Regions from separate parts of the Mus musculus genome. Here all the other regions are linked to region 1. The links are chromatin contacts, called in public HiChIP or PLAC-seq and promoter capture Hi-C maps. All regions are on one chromosome and are shown on one strand. The core of a region is the stretch at or near the end of the contact, and the rest is flanking DNA. Distances in the headings are between cores, read along the strand shown. Region 1 holds the start of Neu3 (neuraminidase 3). Region 2 holds the start of Serpinh1 (serine (or cysteine) peptidase inhibitor, clade H, member 1). Region 3 holds the start of P4ha3 (procollagen-proline, 2-oxoglutarate 4-dioxygenase (proline 4-hydroxylase), alpha polypeptide III). Region 4 holds the start of Gdpd5 (glycerophosphodiester phosphodiesterase domain containing 5). Region 5 holds the start of Rps3 (ribosomal protein S3). Region 6 holds the start of Arrb1 (arrestin, beta 1). Region 7 overlaps Arrb1 (arrestin, beta 1).

Region 1 (2,708 bases), core at 139-2,638:
TTACAGTGAAACAGCATATTACCTTAGCTGGCAGCAGCCTCACACAATCCATGCTTTCAGAATCTCTTGACACCATTTTTTCTTGTGTTTGACTTCATTTCATGTTTCACTCATCATGGCTCCAGCCGCAATAGGCATATATATGGAATATATATATATATATATATATATATATATATATATATATATATATTCTCCATACAGCCTAGCTGAGCCATACGATGTGCATACACACTGATGAAGTTCTCACAATGAAACCACATCATTGTTGTGTTCTCAGTACCAAGCCCCATCATTAAGCACTGCATTATTCTATCAATTACAACCTCCTCTTAGCACCTGGGCTGGTCTTGAACTTGTGATTCTCATGCCCCAGCCTCCTGAGTGCTTGGATTAACAGGAGCCAGGCCCCATGACTGGCTCTCATTTGTTAAAGGTTAGTAATGTGTACTTATCAGGACCATTCAAAAATGCTTTATAAACGTTAAGGCACTATACAAATTGATGTCTTTAATTATTGTGAATGCTGACCTTTTTACAATTCAGTTTTGGTTCTGCCATCACCTCAACAATTAAATTGTCATTAATTTTCACTATGATTATTCTAATAATAATGATGACAGTGGTAACACAGTGGCCTGGTCACACCTAAAGGATTCACCCAAACTATGTGCTCAGAACTAGGGGCTGAGAAGAATCTAGTACAGGTCTGCTTTGGAGTTGTTTGCTTTAGCAGATAATTCTGATTATTAATTACTGTTCCATACTCTCTCACCTTCCAACCAAGTCCTCTCTATTCTCTTTCTTGGGGAGAGTACAGTTTAGCACGACTTCTGAAGTCAGCCTTGTTTGAAGAGGAAAACTTAGGGGAGACCACTCAGTTGCAAATCTAGTATCAAAAACATTCCACCTTGGAACCTTTTTGGTCGCCCACAACTCCTCTATAGTAAGAAGACTTCACAGTCTCGGTTTGTTCCCACAGTTCTAAACTACAGCTGAAGTTTGGCTTTAGATGGAAGAAAGCAAAAGTAGAATGGTCCTAGCTGATTCTGGCTGACTCAGTCTTCCTTCCTGATGCAGGTCCCCACAGTCCCCGGCCGAATTCCGGGTGACTCTCACCCCAGCTCACCGGCTCCGGAGGCTCTCTGGGCTCTCCCGTGGAGTCTCGGAAGAAGGCCTGAAGCTGAGCTGGGGCGATGGAGACTGGATAACAGCGACAGAAACCACAGACGCTGAAACGAACCCAGTGACCGCTGCGCAAGAACTGGCAGTAATGAGACAAATATCCCAGGAGCAGAAGGAATGCGCTGGGGAGCAGGCGCCAGAGGACTGAGAGCAGCGTCTGGGTGTCAACCTCCCCGGCCAGGCCACGCCCCTTCACCGCGCAGTGCCCGCCCTGCTTGCTTCTCCACGCCCTTAACGATTGGTCTGTGGAAGGTATCACCGCCTAAAACTTCCCTAGACAGTCTAATTGTCGAACAAAGGTTCCGAGGCTCAGAGGGGACTCCTAAAAAGATAAAAGGTGGAAGGGGGTGTTTTCACACAAAGCACTGGACATTCTCCTTGCAAAAGGTTCCAAAATGTATATATTTATCAGGGCCTGGTGGTGCGGGGCTGTGGACTTTGCTAGTGTGGTAGAGACTGTTAAATTTCATCTGTCTGGACTACAAAATGAGTTTAAGGCCACCCTGAACAATTGCCCTTCTCGCAAGATTTTTAAAAAAAAGTATAAACAGAGCCGAGAAACCAGTTAGGTGGCAGAGCACTCGCCTAGCAGGTGCAACGTCCTAGGTTCACTCTCCTGTACCTTCGATAACTTATTGTATATTGTCTACACACATTTACATACATGTATCTGTCACCAAGTACTGAATCCATTCTCTTGTTTCACAATCACACGCAAGGACCATCCCATTCTTCCCCACCTACCAAAATCAAAAGAGGAAAAGGCCCCTCTTGACACACTGCAGCATCTAAGAGATCAGCCAGGGGTGGGGACAAAGAAAGCTAAAAATGACTGTTAAAAAAAAACAACAACAACACAAACAAACAAACAAACAAAAAAACAAACCGAAACAAACAAACAAACAAAACCCATCAGGTCAACAAGGCTACCAGAGGAGACTAAAAAGAAAATGAAAAAGTCACGACCAAAACAAAAACCCAAACAAACAAACATAAAAACCAAGATGTGGAGTACATTGGTATCAAAATTCACAGTGGTTCCTTATGTACCAGGTTAACATAATGAACTAGGACATTTAGCATAGTGGCATTACCCTGTGGGGAGTGACTTGTATTTGACTTATAATAGTAAGATGTATGATAGCACCCTTCACCTTATAATATAAGAAATCACACCCCCAAGTGTGGGTCTAACCACAGTAAGATAGAAAGCAGCACAGCAGGGCCGATTCGGCCGGACCCCATTCCTCCTCTGCCTGTGAGGATGCCAGGGGGCAGGGCCCTGTCCACCAAGGAGCAAAGTGACTTCCTTTTATTTCATCCCAGTCATGTTAGGAGTTTCTCTCCCAAATGGCTGCCTCCTCTAGTTCCAGTGTAAGAATATGGGGTCTTCTTTCTTTGAAGTGAACTTGATACTCAGAAGTAGAACTCACATGGAGAGAAACAATTGAAACTCATTTTTTTTGTTGGAACCAAGTAAAACATAAAGGAATTTGTCAAAAGATGAAGGGAAAGATGGAATA
Region 2 (2,708 bases), core at 99-2,598, 480 kb before region 1:
GAAATGGGAACCCCTAGAGACGTGGGGAGCAGAGGCCGGTCGGGCCCAGTCCCCAGTGGGTACCCGGAGTAAGGAGGTGGATGACCTCTTTTGCAGAGGCAGAAACCAGGGCCCAGCTTGGGCCTCTTCGGCTCAAGCAGGTCAGGCTTTCTCCCGGGGGCTCTGCCTTCAGCAAAGCTCCCAGGCCGACCACTGTGGAGTCCTGTTACACAGCAACCCACTACAAAAACACCTCGGCAGGGAATCCTCGGAGAGAGACAAAGGACCAGACGGAAATGGGGGATGGGTACAGAACTATCAGAGAGTAGGGTGTGGCCTCGGCCTTACTTCCAGGCAACCAAAGCCCCCAGTTTTCCAAGGGCCTCCATGCGTGCCCTGGATGCCAAAGGGCCCAGAAGGAAGCACAGGAAGTTGATAGCTAGGCCGTTAGACCATACAGGGAATGGATGCCTTCTTCCTTTCGTCTGGAGGCTCAGGAATGTCCCCCAAGCTGGAGGCAGGATACCTCAAAGCCTCAGAGGAAGTCCTCGCCCTGCAGGAACCAGATGGGTGGACGGAAGGACCAGGGTGACTCAAGTCACCCAGGGCCTGTGGACCCTGACGACACCCCTTTCGGGTGAGGTGAAAGCAGAACTAATTGGTCAAGTCCGGCCACCTTCCACATAGGATACTGATTAAAAAGCGACTGCTCCCCAAAGCAAGGGGGTCCTTAACAGCTAGAGATGAGACACCAAGTCTACACCTCTTGTGCTAGGTTCAGAGGCCCCTACACAGCCTGTGGGGAGGTTGGTCTGGGATCAATCACTGCGGGTCCCTGGGCCTCCACTCCTGAGTTAGGGACTGCAGAGCTGGCCCTTCCCCGTGGACGATGGGACAGTCAGGTCTTTCCCCTCCCCTCTCAGTTGTGCAGAAGGTCACCAGCATTTAGTCCCAGCTCTACGCATTCCCTCTCACCACCTTTAACCTTCCCCGAGCTGAGACTTCTCCGTACTTTACCAGGCAGTCCGCGTACTAGACCGCAGCTCCAGGGAACCCAGGCAAGTGACAGTTCCAAGTCCGATCTTTCACTGCCCACCTGTGTCAGGACCCCAAGCTTTGGAGCGATCCGTTCCCCCTTGGCCAATGCGCAACCCCAAATCGCCCGGCCGCTCCCGCCCCTCACCTGGGCCGGGCTGGGCTGCTCCGGGACCGACAGGGCAATCGCTCCTCAGACAGGCTCTGCTCAGCTCACTGCCCCGGGCCCTGGATCTATATATGGCTGGCCCCACCCCCTCCTGCCTGTCCCAAGAAACTTCTGGAAAGTTGGAAACGCTTCCGGAGGGCGCCGTGGCTCGGAGAGGAGAAAAAAAGCCAAAGACCTCCCCCAAACCACCCTGGCTCCCGCCCCTGTGCCTGCGGGCTCTCTCCCAGCCCCTGGGTCCTACTGCCCCCTCGCCCTACTAGGTAGAGGGGACTCTCCTCCCGCACCAGCTAGACCTTGGGAGCCAGGGCATTCTTGGGATTCCGCGGTCCTGGACGTGGAAAAGCAGGGTTTAGACTCGAGAGTGAACTGAAGGCAGACAGGCTCCAAAGTCCTGCGCTCGGGGACTGGAGTTGTCGTCTTCTCGGGGTTGCCCACACAAGCCTGCTCTGATCACATATCCCTTCTGCCCCACATGACCCTGCTCTGCCCCAGTAGATCCATTGCCTACTGTTATCAAGCTTTAATCAGGGACCCCTGATGCTACTCCTTAGTCAGGGGCCCTCTCCTTTGCCTTAGGAAAAAGTCAGAGGCAGGGGTCCCTCTCCAAACCAGGGTTCACCCTTGAAACATCCCTGGGGAGGAGAGGCCCTGAGAATTCTAGCTGGACCCTCACCCTGGCAACCAAGTCTTGAACTGATTTCAGACAGACACCTAGGTGGTTCCACTGGACATGAAGTAGTATACAGCAGGGAACATCCTGGATGAATTAAATACAGCATTGTGTGACTTTCCTTCTGGGCCAGTACCCTTGGTTGATGTTAAGTCCTAACTGCCCCTTTCTCCGTCTCAAATGGGTCATCCCTGCTATCTCCTTCCCTCCCTCCCTATCTCCATTGCCTCTTGGGGCTCAGGGTCTCACTATCTCAGGCTCTCCCGCCCCACCCCACCTCTTACACTGAGATAGCTTCTTGAGCCCTGAGTTAACTGATAGTATTCTTTACTATTCTAGTGTCATGCACAAATCTGCACAACTGGGCAAAGTCCCTGCCTTCAGGACCTCCTTTGTGAGGGGTGTGTGCAGCTAGTGGGGAATTCAGTAGGTGAGGCCTGTTGTTTTAGGATCCTCCTATCTTCTGATAGTGGAATGACAGACAACAGATGGACATCACTAGAGAGGAGGTGGAGTGAGAGGCTTTTCCCCCTCTTTTCAGTGCACTGGGGCTGGAACCCAGATCCTCAGGAAAACCAGGAAAGAAAGCATCCTGCCACTGAGCCCCAGCCCCAGCCCCAGAGAGACCCTGTATGCATTCACTCACATTCAATCAACAGACTCATAAGTATTTTCTTTCTCCCAGATGCAGAGCCTGTGGAACAGATGTATCCTTGCACTCAGCATCCCAAAAGATGAGTTCTCTGCAGTTATAGAGAACAGTGGGGGAGGGAATGGACCCCCAGCCTTCCCCACTTCGGGCTGAGGGAAATATTAGATCCTAATAGACTTAGACCCCAATCAAAGGATCAGAGA
Region 3 (2,708 bases), core at 82-2,581, 460 kb after region 1:
CATCATGAAAAGGAAGGTGTGTTGGCAGGTCTTGCCCCGTCTGGTGGCTAGCATATGTGGCCGGTGCTCACATCCAGCAGACAGAAACCTGATGGCTCTGGCCAGCAGTGAAGCCTTAGTGAACCTAGTGGAGTATGTAAGCCCTACTTCCCCAAAGCTCCATAGCTTGGTTTTTACCAAGTATTCAAGAGGATGAAACTGTGAGGTTCATTTCAAATTCAAACCGTAACGAATAGGTGTCACGAGATAAAATCAAGGTATTGGCAGATCTGTTCTTCCTGCAGACTAGGAAAGATCTGTCCCCCAGCCTTCTCAACCTTCTAGAAGCTACCTACAACCTGTTACTCACAGACCGTTTATCCATTTTCAAAGTCGCAACACAGCATCATCAAGTCTCTGATTTGGCTGTTATTGTCCTGTATCTTTCTTTGCCGTTTGTTTGTTTGTTTTTCGAGACAGGGTTTCTCTGCCTCCCAAGTGCTGGGATTAAAGGCGTGGGCCACCACCGCCCGGCTTTTTCTTTGCCTTTTTAAAAGGACCTTGGCAACTGCGTTGAGCTCACCAGGATAATCCAGGATGGCCTAAAGTCAAGATACTGTTAGAACTACACACATTGACTCTGTGAAGCTCTCTCCCCATCAAAGCATGCCAGGGGAAGCCCCTCTTTGGGGATGAGGTCCTCACCCATTGCACACAGCCTGTGGTTGCCCATTTTGTGTTTTTATGGTGGTTTACATTTCCATTTCCCTTTATGAGCAGCGGGCTGCATCTGCACCTACTATAGCACAGATGTTACTGAACACTTAAATGAATGAGTAAATGAATAAACATTGCTGGGCAAAAGGGATAGCGGGGTGAAAGAAACAAGCAGCCTAGTAGAATATAATGATGGTATTTTTGTGTGACTCTGTAGTGACTCGATCCTAGAGTTTCAGCTTCTGTAAGTCCTAGCCATCTTTCAAGATCACCTGAGGTCCTGTCCTCTGTGAAGACTTTACCCCTCTGCCCCAGCCACCTGCACTTCTGTCACCATGCTGTGTCACCCTTTGGAGTTCCCCTCATAATCCAGAGGTTTTTGTGTCCTCCCCTGTCCCACAGGAGGAATTTGGATGATGGCTCAGCACGGCTGTAACTAGAGAAATCACTGCTCACCCGCGCTCGCCTCAGTTCCCCCAAATGTGACAGGCACGGTGGAATCAGTGTGGAGTTAGCGGCGGGCCAGGCACTAAGGAATTCAGTGCTGAGGGGACGGAGGCGGCCAAGGGCGGGCGACGGAAGGCTGCGGGCGGGCGGGCGGGCCGGGGCGGCGCCGGGCGAGAGCGCGGAGGGACGCGCGACCCTGCGATGGGCCCAGGGGCGCGGCTGGCTCTGCTGGCGCTGCTGGCGCTCGGGGGAGACCCCGCGGCGGCCACGGGGCGGGAGGACACGTTCTCCGCGCTGACCAGCGTGGCGCGCGCCCTGGCGCCCGAGCGCAGGCTGCTGGGGACACTGAGGCGCTACCTGCGCGGCGAGGAGGCGCGGCTGCGCGACTTGACCAGGTGAGGGCGTCTCCAGGGAGCCGGGATGCTCAGCGACTGAGGGTGAGGAGTAACTGAGGCCCAAAGTGACTTCCAGACCCAACTGTCATGTGGTGGGGACCCTGAGACACTTTGAAGGGGAATGAGGAGTTCTGTGTCACTCTCTCTCTCTCTCTCTCTCTCTCTCTCTCTCTCCCTCTCTCTCACTCTCTGTGTCTGTCTGTCTGTCTGTCTGTGTCTGTCTCTTTGTCTCTGTGCCTGTCTCTCTGCCTCTTTGTGTGTGTGTCTCTGTCTCTCTGTTCCGGTCTCTGTCTCTCTCTGTGTCTATGTGTCTGTATGTATGTGTGTTTGTCCGTGTCTCTGTCTCTTTCTGTTTCTCTGTCTCTCCCTGTCTCTCTGTCTCTCACTCTCTGTCTCTGTCACACACAAACACACACCCCGGGGTGTGACACCACCCCCCATCCACCTTCACATGTCCAAGTTGATACACTGTGAAAAAGTGTAGGTAGCATGGAGATTCTAGAGTCCAGTTGGATCTCACAAATACTGTGTCAAGCAGCAAATGACCTTGGACTTCTTGTCAAGTTACTGCTGACACAGTAGAATGCTGTGGTGACCATTATAGCTCTTATTTCTTTTTCCATGGGTAAAAGTTCTCTGAATGTAAGTAGTAGCTGAGAGGTTGTATGTATGTGAAAATGTCTGACTCCAAAGAAAACACTGTGAAAAACTACTTCACACGGGGTAATACTGGGAGTAGTGTGCACAAACACACAGCCAACATTATTTTTTATGCAGTCAGCAAAGTAGAGTTAGATCCTGGAAGGTAAACTGTTGTAAAGTGTGGGACTTAGAGCACTAATCAGTGTCCAAGATGAAAAAGGAATGCTTGCATATGATACCAACATGTCTTGTGCCTTCTTTGCTTTGGACACTGAGAAGCCCACGGACTATAAGGCACAGTTGTTTCCACATAAATCCAATTGATCTTACAAACTTGTCTAGACAGAGCAGAAGCACATCATTTGATTTCCAGTAACTTTAAATTTCAAATCCATTCCCATGCCAACCCGCCCTGCTCCACTCCCACAAATGTTTATAAGAAATGGTCATGAAGGACAGCCAGTTTCGTAAGGGTTGGCTTAATCCTGCAGTCTGCTCTTCAAATGCCATTGGTGGCAACTGATGGCT
Region 4 (2,708 bases), core at 103-2,602, 450 kb before region 1:
CTCAGGAGCACGGTCAACTCCTACTAACCTTGCTAGCTTTTTTTGACCTCAGTTTGCCTGTAACCTGCTCAGGGAAGCCTCTGCTAACCAATACGAGGCAGAGATCTCTGGAGGTGTCCTTTGTAAGTGCTGTTGTTTCTGTCAGGAAAGCCATTCCTTTGGTCTTCTAAGCCCATGTGGTTCCTCACTCATTCGACTGTCAAGTTGCAGTGTCTTGAGTTTCTTTAAGGTGGTATTATTATGTCTTGTGAGACAGGCTCACACTGGCTTCCATTCACTGTGTAGTCAAGGATGACCTTGGCATCGCCTTAGGAGGCTAAAGCCATCTTCCAGAGCCAGTCTAGTCCAGGAATGTCACAGAGTTGGTGGATAGAATCCTATACCAGCAACAGCAATCTGGAAAACACCATGCGCCCCCTACAGTCTTGGTCCACAGCAGTGACAAAGGGGTTTCACGCAGAAAATTGATTTGAGGCTTGCAGATGAACCTGGGCTGGGCTGCCTCATCCTAGGGCTCCCCAAGCCAATTAGTGACTTAAGCCCTGCCCACGCGCACTCGCAACACTCATTCATATATCAAACCCTTCACTCCTGTTCGGTGCCTCACACAGGACGCTGGATACTTCAAAGACAGGGAGGGGTGGGGAAGGTGCACAGCCGACAGAAGTCACGATTCGAAGTGAGCTGTCCTCACACACCTCCGCTCATATTTTTGAAACTGATAACGACGTTCCTCCCTGAGCCGCAGAACTCTGGGAAAGGGGAAGTGTGGGAAACAGATCTGCTTTTTATTTTTACAAACTTTTTTGCATCGCTTCCTAAAATCAGAGCCTTGCACTGCTCCCAAATGCTACTCAGTGCAAGGAGCCCTAGCAGCGGGGAGGAGCAAGAGGCTGGCTGTATCACGCTACGCCCCAGGTTCCGCCATCCAGGGACATCCCAGTCCTAACCTCGCCTCCTCCATGCTTCGCCCTTTCCCACTGCTGGCCTCGTGCTCAGTCACAGTCAACCCAGGCCCCCGAGCCCACCATCTTGATCTCCAGGCGGCTGGCTCGCTTGCTACGCGCAGCTTTCATTGTCCTTCTCCAGCGGCACCAGACCACGCTCAGCAGAGTTCCACCCCTCTTCCACTCTCCCATTGGCTCTTGCTGCCCAACTGCGCCGGGGACCGGCCTAGCAGTGTCTCTCACGCCCCGCCTTTGCTCCCGGCCCGGCCAGGGGCGGGGTTTCTGTTGGTCCCACCCTTTAGGGGAGGGGCCAAGCTCGCAGGCGCTCCGGAGCTGTCTCGGCAGGGCTCGGCTCGGCTCGGCTCGGCTCGGCTCGGTTTGCAGCTCGGGTGGGGGTGGGCGGCTAGGGTGACAGCGGCAGTAGCAGAGGCTGCGGCGCGAGGCTGAGCAAGCGGTGAGCGGGGAGCCGGTAAGAGGAGGAAGTGGAGCGGCGGCCCGGAGCTCTGGAGTCCGCTGCCGGCACAGGTCCGCCCAGATTTGCAGAGTGAGCGGCGTCGGGACCTGGGCAGACTTCTTCGCCTTGCTCCGGCCGCTGGCGCTCCGCCTGCCCTGCCCTGCCCTGCCCTGCTTGTCCGAGCCCCGCATTCCGCGCCTGGACTTTCCTAGCCCCGTGGTCTGGAGCTGCTGGGACGTTCGAGCCCCGGCCTTGATCCGGAGTTCCGAGACGGGACGTTCTCGGCCCCATCATACTGACCCATCTCTGCTGGAGTGTCCTCCGCCCCCTGGTCGGCGCAAGGTGGCCCCAGCTCTGGGACTTGAGTGTAGAGGAGCCGGGACGCCCACCGGCCTCCAGCTCCTGGAGAACCAAATCTTCAGCTGCCTTGGACCGAACTGCTCCGGACTTGAAACTGTACTGGCACCGCCCGGGTCCAGCGCACCGTGAGGGGTCCCAAGCAGGCAGAACAGTCGGACCGAACCCCTGGGCGAGTCGAAGCTGCCACCTTTCTCCGCCCTAGGTTAAGGATCTTGGGGTGCTTGCTCCCAGGGGAACACAGGGGCTTCTCCTGCCACAGTCTCCAGCGAGCGGAGGTTGCAGGTGAGAGCCCCGGATGCGCGGCGGGAGCAGTCCCGGGAGCCTTAGAGGCAGGGCCCGGGTCAGCGGAGGGCGTGGAGGGGACACGGGCAGAGAGTGAACTGTTTAGGAGAGGGCGCGCGAAAGATAGTAGAGAGAAGCCCGCACTTATTGAGTGCCCATTGTGTGCAGGTCCGAGCCCCGCCCTTGCACAAGTCGTTCCTTATCCAAAGCTCATAGCAACCCCGAGATAAAAGCTATTGTGTATTGTTATGGGCGCAGACAGTTGGGGAAACTGAGGCGTGGCAGGGTTGAGGTCCTCTGCCTTCCATGTTGAGGATTAGACTGGGGAGAAGGGAGAAGATAAAGAGAGAAAGAGCAAAGAGGGAGGGGAGAAGAAAAGAAGTGGATAGCCTGCATGCACGTGAGAGCTTGGCAGGGTGGGGGCCTCTGGGGCATCGAAATCCAGGCACTGGTCCTGAAGCCGAAGAGGTCCTTCTTACCAGCCACTCTTGGGTCATGGGCATGCCACCTCCCAGGAAAGGTGAACCTGCGTTGAAGGCAGGGCTTCCCTGTTCCAAAAGATCTCTTCCCGGGGTCCGGGCTGGAGGGACAACCTGCTTCCCATAGTTAATGTCCCCAAGTTACTGAAGTACTCTTTATCTGTTAAAGGACTCACCATATTGGTC
Region 5 (2,708 bases), core at 134-2,633, 340 kb before region 1:
GACCCTTCTCCCCAAGAACATTCTGTGTCCTGTAGAGGGGAAGCGCAACCATTTACTCAAGATCCCACCTGCCGCCCACCACAACGCCAGCACACACGTTAAATGGAAGGTAAGTTCTTCCCAAATGCAGTTCTAACAAAGCAGTTACACCCACTGAGGCCAGATTTACTGCTTGGTTGGCCCAAGTTTACACAGCATCTCAGTACACACAGTATTTACAGGTGACAATCAATGGTATTTCTACCTGGTGGCTAAAATAATGATTTCTGTCCTGGTTGGTGTAACTCGGACTTCAACTCCAGAGTAGCCATCTTCAGCCAGCTCCCGAGTGAGAAATTCATTCAGCTCAGCTTTGAAGATGCCATCAGCTACAAACTGAACCAAAGGAAACAAGTTACCTCTGAGGTGAAGACAGGGTTAGTCAGAGCAAGCCCAATGGCCCTACAGAAAAGCAGCAACCCTTCTCAGACAAATGCCTCTTGGTCATCTTTAGGAAGTTTCTTTTGACCACAGTGCTTTCAGCTGTGCCACAGAACGCAGCATAGTGAGGCATCTTGGACAAAGACAACACTTCCTACTCAGACTCGTCATCACCTCTTCATCGAAGGGCTCTACGGCATAATCTACACCCAAGAGACAAAGAAAAATCTGTCTCCAAGTAGCACATGTACAGCTGGGACTGTAAGTTGTACCTCGGATAGGAGAGGAATCCTGACTCAAAACAGGTTTATCATCTGTGTGCATAAGCACAAACGACAGACCATCTATTTCTAAACCTGGCAACCTGCACACTTTTCCCCCATGAAATGATAACCACAGGGACGCTGCAGCTCCGGGTCCCGAGTGAACACGGCAGCAGTCAGTAAGTAGGCTTTCAACTATGGCCACTTGCAGGATCACGCGACTAAGAGAAGGGACTGCTAAACTTCACTTACTAAAGAAACTGGACTAGATCTGATGGCACACGCCCTCTAACTGTGCCACAGGATTACTATTATGGAGACCAAGAAACGCTCAAAGGTGTCTAGTCCGGAACTGGAGGCGCCCGGTGTTCGAGTCGGTCCAGAACTCGAGGAGTTTGTCCCTCCCTTGCCCAGGCACACAGCACTCGCCCGGCTCCGGCCCAATACACAATCTACGGCCATCCGAGGCTCGAAGAGACGGCAGGCGGCCCCAGACGCTCCACAGGACTGATCACGGAGCCACAGGCCTCCCTGGCACTTGTAGAACCCGCGGCGGACTCCCGAACCGGGCCCAGACGCTTACCTTCCTCTTCTTGGAAATCTGCACCGCCATCTTGCAGCCGCGCGCCGCTGAAAGGAAAGGAAGTGGCTCGCGGGCGGAAGTAGGTATATAGGGCGGGAGCAATGACGCCGCGCAGCGCGGCGACCCTTGCAAGTGTTCATGGGAAATGAAGTTTTGCATGGGAAATGAAGTTTTGCGTCTAAAACGGCGTAGGGGGGGTGTAACCTAGCAACCTGTAATGTAGGCGGAACAGGAAGTAGACATCTAGTTCCGGTCTGAAAGTGCTCTGTACTCAGCAAGCTTGGGGTTCCAGCACTAACGAAGTAGAGGGTCACAAGTTTAAGGTCATCATTGACTACATAGCGAATTCGAGGCCAGCTTGGCCTTTATGAGTTTCTGACTCAAAAGTAAAAACGTAAATAAATAAAAAATTTGAAAAGAGCAACCTTCAGACTAGAGGTGCAAACCACAGGCATAAGCACACACTAACAGATTTTACCACCTTCACGTTCACGCTAATGAAAACTTTCATTGAAATGTATTTAGAGGACCAGCTGGATGGCTCAGTAAGTTACAGAGTGAGTGGGACAGTAGAAAACCATGGCTGCGTATACATATATGCAAGCATAAAACACATGCGTGCGCACATGCACACAGATTTAATATTATTACAAAGGTAAACCCTGATCCATGAGATGGGCTTATTTGTAGGATTTCTGGTAGTGAGCACCTCCACTAGAACCTGTGGGAAAAAAAAATTTTATTTTTTGGTTGTTTTGTTTTGTTTTGTTTTTCCGAGACAGGAACTTTTTTGACTCGCAGCAGGGTGGAATACCAGCAGCAGGGGCTTGTCAAAATAATAAAGCACCAGGGCTTCGGGGACAGACTGTTGAATAGTATAAATCTAGGCCATAGGACCTTCCCTTCACACAGACCCTGATGTCCACACAAGCAAAAGTTCATTGCCCAGAGGCAGAACCTGCTGATATAACTTGTACTGCAGTGTGTGGCTCACTTCACACTGGAAACACGGGAGTCTGTTTCACCCTGTATTAATCCCACGGAACAAAAGTAAAAACTATTACTTAAACTCTTTTAGACAAATTAAGCAAGTTTTATTTTCTATCAGACAGGGCTATCTCCCTAAAGTGGAGTTTTAAAGAATAGCATCAAACATAGAAGTGGAATTTATATAACTCAAAATTTCTAAGACTAGGTGGTTTCCAAGGGAAGAGAGATTTCCAGGGGAATGTTGGCTACACAGGAACTTGGCAGAACATCTTATCAGGGTGGAAGTCAGGGTATAATGGAGTATGGAACATGTCAAATTCCAGAAAATGGGTTGACGACAGGATCAAACCCAAGTGTTACAGAAAACAGGAATGAACTTATTTTGACCTTGTAACAAGATGGCTTCTAATCATGGGACAGAGTCAGACTGGTCTGTCACCTGATGAAGCTGT
Region 6 (2,708 bases), core at 91-2,590, 290 kb before region 1:
CCCACAACGGCCTGCAGAAGGGTCAGGTGGCTTCCTGCTCTGCCCTGGTTGGAGGAAGGGAAGATCCCAGAGGCTAAGAAAGGGCAGGTGAAGTTACAGACCTTAATCCACTTCCTCTTAGCTCTTACCATTGCCCAGATGTGGACCACCCTGCCTGTCCATTAGCCTCTACCCACCCCTCCCCAATCTGGACATAATTATAGTCATTATCCTGGGATATTATTACCAATTCTATAAACAGCACACTCTATGTAAACAGCATAGGTAACTGCTTCTGAACATAATTACAGGAGATGTTTCCAGACCCCGCAATTGCATCAGAGTAAATGATAGCTTCCTTTCCTATCGTTAATACTCCGATATTAGGGACCTATCAGTGCCAATTAGTCAAACTCCAGCAGTGAGGGGCTGAGGACCTTACATTCCTCCCACTGCCTCAAGATCCCTTCTAGGAGAAAATGGATTCAAACCCTTTCCTACCCCTTCTTAGCCTCTGAACTCTACCCTCCCACTGCACACCGGCTACTTCTCCAGGGGTAGGAAACGTAAGGAAAGTCAAGGTTTCCAAGGATACCAAGAAAGCTGCAGACAGTAGACTCTGCTGGACACCGCTGTGTGCAGGTGTCTGCCCGCAAGAACAAGCAGATTCCTTCAACAATTGAACAGGACATCTGCTGGTCTTAGGACCCAGCCAATAGACCTGAAATGGGCTGAGTGGTGTCCAGAGTCATTACAGGCACCTAAGCTAGGCCTGGGTGCTATATCAATGATGCTAGATGCTACAGGCCACCAGCTAGTTGGCTCTCGGTCCCTTCTTTATCTCCTGTTCTCACTGCTTCCTCTTTCTGCCTGCCCCTCCCCTTTCCACTCTCATCTGCTCTCCAGCATTGCAGTCCGCTGCCCGCCCCCACCCCTTCTTCCTGTCCCTGTTGTGTCGTTGGGTGGTATCTCTCCAGAAGGGCGGGGGTGGGGAGGGTGGAGCAAAGGGCGAAGGCCTGGCTAGGCTTTTGGAATCTTTCGCTGTCCTCACACAGGGGCGCCTCTGAGGCTGGGCCTTGAAGTCTGCGGATTTTCCGCTTGCTTCTATCCGCAGACACAAAGGCCAGTCCTGGCGTGCGCGGGAGAGAGCGCTCGCACCCACGACTGTGAGCACACATACACAACTGCACAAAGACGTGCTACCTCTACACACACACACACACACACACACACACACACACACTCTCTCTCTCTCTCTCTCTCTCTCTCTCTCTCTCTCCACACCCCACCTCCCGACAGGCTCGCGCGCACAGCCGTGCACACGCACCAGCACTGGCACGCGCTTGCGTGCACGCGCTCCCGTGGACCAGCCGCGGCCGGCCACGCAGCCCTCACTCTCTGGGCGCGCACACGCAGAGCCGCGCACGGAGGCATACACGCGCGCTCACACCCGCACGCTCCACGCCCCTGGCGGCGGCCTGGGCGCTGTGCTGCTCGAGCGACGGGCGGGGACCCGGGCGGGGGCGGCGGCGGCGACAGCGGAGGAGGCGGAGCGGGGTAGCCGGGAGCGGGCTGGCCCGCGCTTCTCCTGGCGGCCGGGGATTTTCCAGCCTGGACGCTGACGCCGCGGACCTCCCTGCGGCCGCCGCGGACCATGGGCGACAAAGGGACACGGTGAGTGCGGGTGGCCGCCCTGTCCCACGCGCGCGTGGGGACGACCTGGGCGAGGGCACGGGCGGAGGTTCCAGTCAGCGTCACCCGGGATCTGGCACTCTGTTGTCCTCCCAAGTCTCTTGTGTGGTTCTCTGGCCAGAACCATGTGTACCGAGGCACCCAGGGTGGGCCACCCCATTGGGTTCACGGCTCCTGGCCGAGACGAGCTCACACACCCAGCCCTGGTCGATAGACTTCAGGACGCTCTGGGGCAGGCTGACACACAACACACAAGCTCATAAACACATGAGCACCCTTCTGCAGGCACACACTGACAGTCGTTGCCACACTTCGCATTTGTGACACGACGACGTCACATACGGTCTCTCACGCACACACCAGTCTGTCAACACATTCTTGCTGTCAGTCCTGTTAGCATACACAGGTCCCACTCGAACACGCACCAGCTCTAACAACACCCTCGTGTTGCTACACACATGCGGGCATACACCGACATACGTAGCCTGGCACTTGGGTGCTGCAAAGCACGGTCTAAGCTAGTACGTGCAGTCTGTCAACCCTCTCTGACGTGACACGATGTGGCCACAGGTCTTAGTGACACATCAAGGCTAACCACACACATGCAAGGCATAAAATGCCTGCAGGGACTGACATCCTCAGAGCAGTGGATACACTCACTTCTGACTCCTCATAGCAGGGCCGGGAACACAGGTCACAGAGTGGAAGGCTCTGAGACCTGGAAGGCAGGTCCCCATTCACATGGCTTTCTTCCCCTCTGTCCTCCAAAGCACATAGCTAGGGGCTCCATGTAGCTGAGGGAGGGTGACGGGAACTGTTTTGTAGAGCTTGCCTTGAGAGGAAAGGTTAGGCCCTCGAAATGGAAACTAGGTCAAAGTAGGAGGGCTAGGGAGGGGCAGGGAAGCTCGTGGGGTCAACCCTTATGACCAGACTGGTTCACCTTCCTGGCCCTTGAGAGTCTCCTTGCCATCTTCTCTGGCCCCTCCTCTAGCCTCCCTGCACCTGCCGTTTACCATTGCTTTCCTTATTACTCTTCT
Region 7 (2,708 bases), core at 126-2,625, 270 kb before region 1:
TTTGATTGTTTTGTTTTGTGAGATAGAGTCTCTTCCTGGCCTAGAGCTTACCTACTAGCTCAGGGGTGCTACCAGTGAGCTCTAGGGAACTATCTGTCTGAACCTACAGTGCCGGACCACTGCAGACCTTTTTCACATGGGTCTGTCTGCTTTCCCAGCTGACTGGGCTGTCTCCATAGCCCACACCTCACTCTTTCAAGAACGGACCTATGATATCTGCCTTATTCCCTCCGGAGGGCAGTTCCCCCAGCCGCTTAGCTGACTTCTGCTGGCTTCTTTCTTTCCCTACCTTCCTTTTGCTTGAGCCTAGGCTTCATGTATGCAAGGCAAATATTCTACCACTGAGCTATACTCCCAGCCAGCTCCACCTCTTAAAGGTCAATCACCTCTCGATGCCAGCACACTAGGAACAGGCCTCAGGACCTGGGTGCTAGGGGGAAATGCTCAAGTCATGTCCAAACCATAACAATTCTCAGGGGCTGGAAAAATGGCTCAGTGGTCAAGAGTACTTGCTGTTCAGCCATGAGAACTGGAGTTGGTTGGCTCACAGAGTTCTGTAACTCTAGCCCCCAGGGATCTGATGCCCCTCGGACACCTGCACACACATGCGCAATACACTCACACAGACATGTACGTACAGACACATAAACAAGATATGTTCTGTTTTAGAGACAGGGTTTCTCTGTGTAGCCTTGGCTGTCCTGGAACTTACCCTGTAGATCAAGCTGGTTTCGAGCTCAGAGAGATCTGCCTCTTCCTCTGTCTGCTGAGTTTTGGGATTAAAGGCATGTGCCACCATTGCCCAGCCATAAATAAGATTTTTTAAATCTTAAAAATAAAAACCACGGGCTGGAGGGATGCTCAGCGGTTAAGAGCACCGACTACTCTTCCAGAGGTACTGAGTTCAATTCCCAGCAACCACATGGTGGCTCACAACCATCTGTAATGGGATCCGATGCCCTATTCTGGTGTGTCTGAAGACAGCTACAGTGTACTCATATCCATAAAATAAATAAGTCTTTAAAGCAATAAATAAAAATAAAAACCTTAATAGTTTTAGACAAAGCCTTGTCATCCTGGTTTGGGTTTCTTATCATGTATTTGTTTTAGTTTCTCTGCCTAGAAAGTGGGAATAATATAGTTTTTATTATGGAAATTTGAGTCTTCTATTATGAGAATCTTAACACTTTCCTGAGGAATAAATGAGTTAATATTTGAAAGGATGCCACATCAGGAGCTGTTATTATCACTCATTCATGGTTTTATTTGCTTGTTCATTTGCTGGGCACCCACAGGGAGCCAGGGCTGGGGCAGGCAGGGTTCTGGAGAGACAGCTGCATGCGTGACTCAGAGCCGGCTCTCGGAACGCCTTGCATCCTGAGAAGAGTCAGCCGCTGCACCTGCAGCTTCGGCTATTGATGAAAAGCCCTTGTCCTTTGCTTCTCCAGCTCTGGCTAAGCAGGCGCCTCCCTTGGGACACAGCAGGACTTCTCAATGGCTTTGAAATGTACTAGGCTAGGGAGCTGGGGACCTGGCGGGGGAGGGTGGGGGAGGCCTGCGCGAGGAGGCCTGCAGCAAAACCTGAGCGTTGGTTTCTTTGCCTTGTATGGACAGTTCAGACTGGTCTCAGCAGTTCTCGATCTTCCCGCCCTTGCAACAGCACAGAGAGGAGTTGGGCCTGGGGCTTTTGCTGCTGTTATGAGCCCTGGCCGGGGCTGACTAGAGAGTGCAGAGACTTGAGGTTCACAGGGTGTCAGGGGTCGTCGCTAGAGGTCCTGAGAAGCACTTGATGTTGTTGAGGAAGAGAGCAGCAAGCTTAGAGGGGGAAGGGCTCGGGTGCCACCCAGCCACCCCCGTCCTTAGCAGGGCTGCAGGGTCAACCGCTTCCATTTCCTGAGCCGGGAAGACCTGAGCTCTCATGCCTATTGAGACTTGATTGATAAGAAGTGAACTGCTTTGGGGACTGCCCTTTGGCAGCCAGGGTAAGAATTGGGGTGAAGAATGTAGTTTCTGCCTGGCCAGCAGCGATGGAGAACAGGGTCCCTGTCTTCCTCAGGTGAGGCTGTTCCTGTCTCACTTCCCTATGCTGGTCCACAGTCACTGAGGCTCAGTGGGACATTAGCTCTGTAGGACAGAACAATCTTGCTCCGTGCTCTGTCCACTCCTGAAGATTTCTGTTTGGGCTTCTCTTCCTGCAACTTCAGTTGCCAACCCTTGTTTACCCTCAGTGGTGAAAACTGACACAGAGTCACCTGGCTGCAAAGTCTTCTTCAGGTGTCCTCACATCTCCCCACCCAGGATTCTGAGTGGTTCTAAGGCCCTGTATCTCCCCTGCCTCCTGCCCACCTCAGGGTGCACCCACTGGCTTCCTTCCAGTGGTACCAGGGACTGTCCTTACCACATTCAAAAGAAGCATGCTAAGAAGGGCTTGCGCTCTTCCCCTTCCAAAACCTGCTCCGTGTAGCACAGTGGGTGTGGGTTAGGGGTGTATGGCCATCACCTGAGTGAGCTCTCGGGGGTTGTAGGCATGGCAGTAAGGAGATCAAAGTCAGCCTGGGCTACTTGAGACCTTGTCTCAAAACAAAAATATGCAAACGGTAAGTGAGCTAGGTGCGGTGATGCACATCTCTAATTCCAACACTTGGGAGACAGGCAGGAGGATAACCAGTATGAGGCCATAGTGGTCTATATAGCAAATTCCAGGCTGC

The links. Promoter capture Hi-C pulls out the DNA fragments that hold promoters and counts their contacts. HiChIP or PLAC-seq counts read pairs in DNA pulled down with a chosen protein or histone mark.
Region 2: a promoter capture Hi-C map of liver shows a contact between it and region 1. The contact joins the promoter of Serpinh1 here to the promoter of Neu3 in region 1. A contact is called at or near these places in 5 of 39 promoter capture datasets (cranial neural crest, hippocampal neurons, liver and 1 more) and 2 of 115 datasets of contacts at active chromatin or transcription factors (extraembryonic endoderm stem cells and trophoblast stem cells).
Region 3: a contact with region 1 is called in a promoter capture Hi-C map of liver, with 2.2 times the contacts expected there. The contact joins the promoter of P4ha3 here to the promoter of Neu3 in region 1. A contact is called at or near these places in 2 of 39 promoter capture datasets (embryonic stem cells and liver).
Region 4: an H3K27ac HiChIP or PLAC-seq map of extraembryonic endoderm stem cells shows a contact between it and region 1. The contact joins the promoter of Gdpd5 here to the promoter of Neu3 in region 1. A contact is called at or near these places in 2 of 115 datasets of contacts at active chromatin or transcription factors (extraembryonic endoderm stem cells and trophoblast stem cells) and 2 of 9 other capture datasets (adipose tissue and liver).
Region 5: a promoter capture Hi-C map of the HPC-7 cell line shows a contact between it and region 1. The contact joins the promoter of Rps3 here to the promoter of Neu3 in region 1. A contact is called at or near these places in 26 of 39 promoter capture datasets (the 3T3-L1 cell line, 3T3-L1-derived adipocytes, the C10 cell line and 16 more), 5 of 484 Hi-C or Micro-C datasets (Th2 cells, bone marrow-derived macrophages, cortical neurons and 2 more), 23 of 115 datasets of contacts at active chromatin or transcription factors (the SCID.adh cell line, astrocytes, bone marrow-derived macrophages and 12 more) and 3 of 9 other capture datasets (adipose tissue, embryonic stem cells and macrophages).
Region 6: a contact with region 1 is called in a promoter capture Hi-C map of second pharyngeal arch cranial neural crest. The contact joins the promoter of Arrb1 here to the promoter of Neu3 in region 1. A contact is called at or near these places in 21 of 39 promoter capture datasets (the 3T3-L1 cell line, 3T3-L1-derived adipocytes, the C10 cell line and 12 more), 1 of 115 datasets of contacts at active chromatin or transcription factors (bone marrow-derived macrophages) and 3 of 9 other capture datasets (adipose tissue, embryonic stem cells and liver).
Region 7: a contact with region 1 is called in a promoter capture Hi-C map of neural stem cells. The contact joins the enhancer-like site here to the promoter of Neu3 in region 1. A contact is called at or near these places in 4 of 39 promoter capture datasets (cranial neural crest, embryonic stem cells, hippocampal neurons and 1 more), 1 of 115 datasets of contacts at active chromatin or transcription factors (bone marrow-derived macrophages) and 2 of 9 other capture datasets (adipose tissue and liver).

What each region holds. Positions count from the first base shown.
Region 1 is chr7:99,827,029-99,829,736 of GRCm38.p6, forward strand. Neu3 (neuraminidase 3) reads right to left here and starts at 1,389. Exons shown (of 3, transcript NM_016720.2): 1 at 1,130-1,389.
Region 2 is chr7:99,351,891-99,354,598 of GRCm38.p6, forward strand. It overlaps Serpinh1 (serine (or cysteine) peptidase inhibitor, clade H, member 1), which reads right to left and starts at 1,349. Exons shown (of 5, transcript NM_001111044.1): 1 at 1,163-1,349.
Region 3 is chr7:100,284,189-100,286,896 of GRCm38.p6, forward strand. P4ha3 (procollagen-proline, 2-oxoglutarate 4-dioxygenase (proline 4-hydroxylase), alpha polypeptide III) reads left to right here and starts at 1,332. Exons shown (of 13, transcript NM_177161.4): 1 at 1,332-1,538. The coding sequence starts at 1,345.
Region 4 is chr7:99,380,166-99,382,873 of GRCm38.p6, forward strand. Gdpd5 (glycerophosphodiester phosphodiesterase domain containing 5) reads left to right here and starts at 1,353. Exons shown (of 18, transcript NM_201352.3): 1 at 1,353-2,043.
Region 5 is chr7:99,482,326-99,485,033 of GRCm38.p6, forward strand. Rps3 (ribosomal protein S3) reads right to left here and starts at 1,384. Exons shown (of 7, transcript NM_012052.2): 1 at 1,267-1,384; 2 at 245-375; 3 at 1-29. The coding sequence starts at 1,296. It overlaps Snord15a (small nucleolar RNA, C/D box 15A), which reads right to left and starts at 607; the gene lies at 460-607.
Region 6 is chr7:99,534,146-99,536,853 of GRCm38.p6, forward strand. It overlaps Arrb1 (arrestin, beta 1), which reads left to right and starts at 1,341. Exons shown (of 16, transcript NM_177231.2): 1 at 1,341-1,653. The coding sequence starts at 1,634.
Region 7 is chr7:99,557,881-99,560,588 of GRCm38.p6, forward strand. All of the region lies in intron 1 of Arrb1 (arrestin, beta 1), which reads left to right. Among named protein-coding and RNA genes, the nearest start is that of Mir326, 7.0 kb to the left of the region's middle. Within about 2 kb of position 1,376, at least 38 of the 459 cell types and tissues checked have an H3K27ac peak or open chromatin away from gene starts, as enhancers often do. A contact at or near this core is called in neural stem cells, where this site is marked.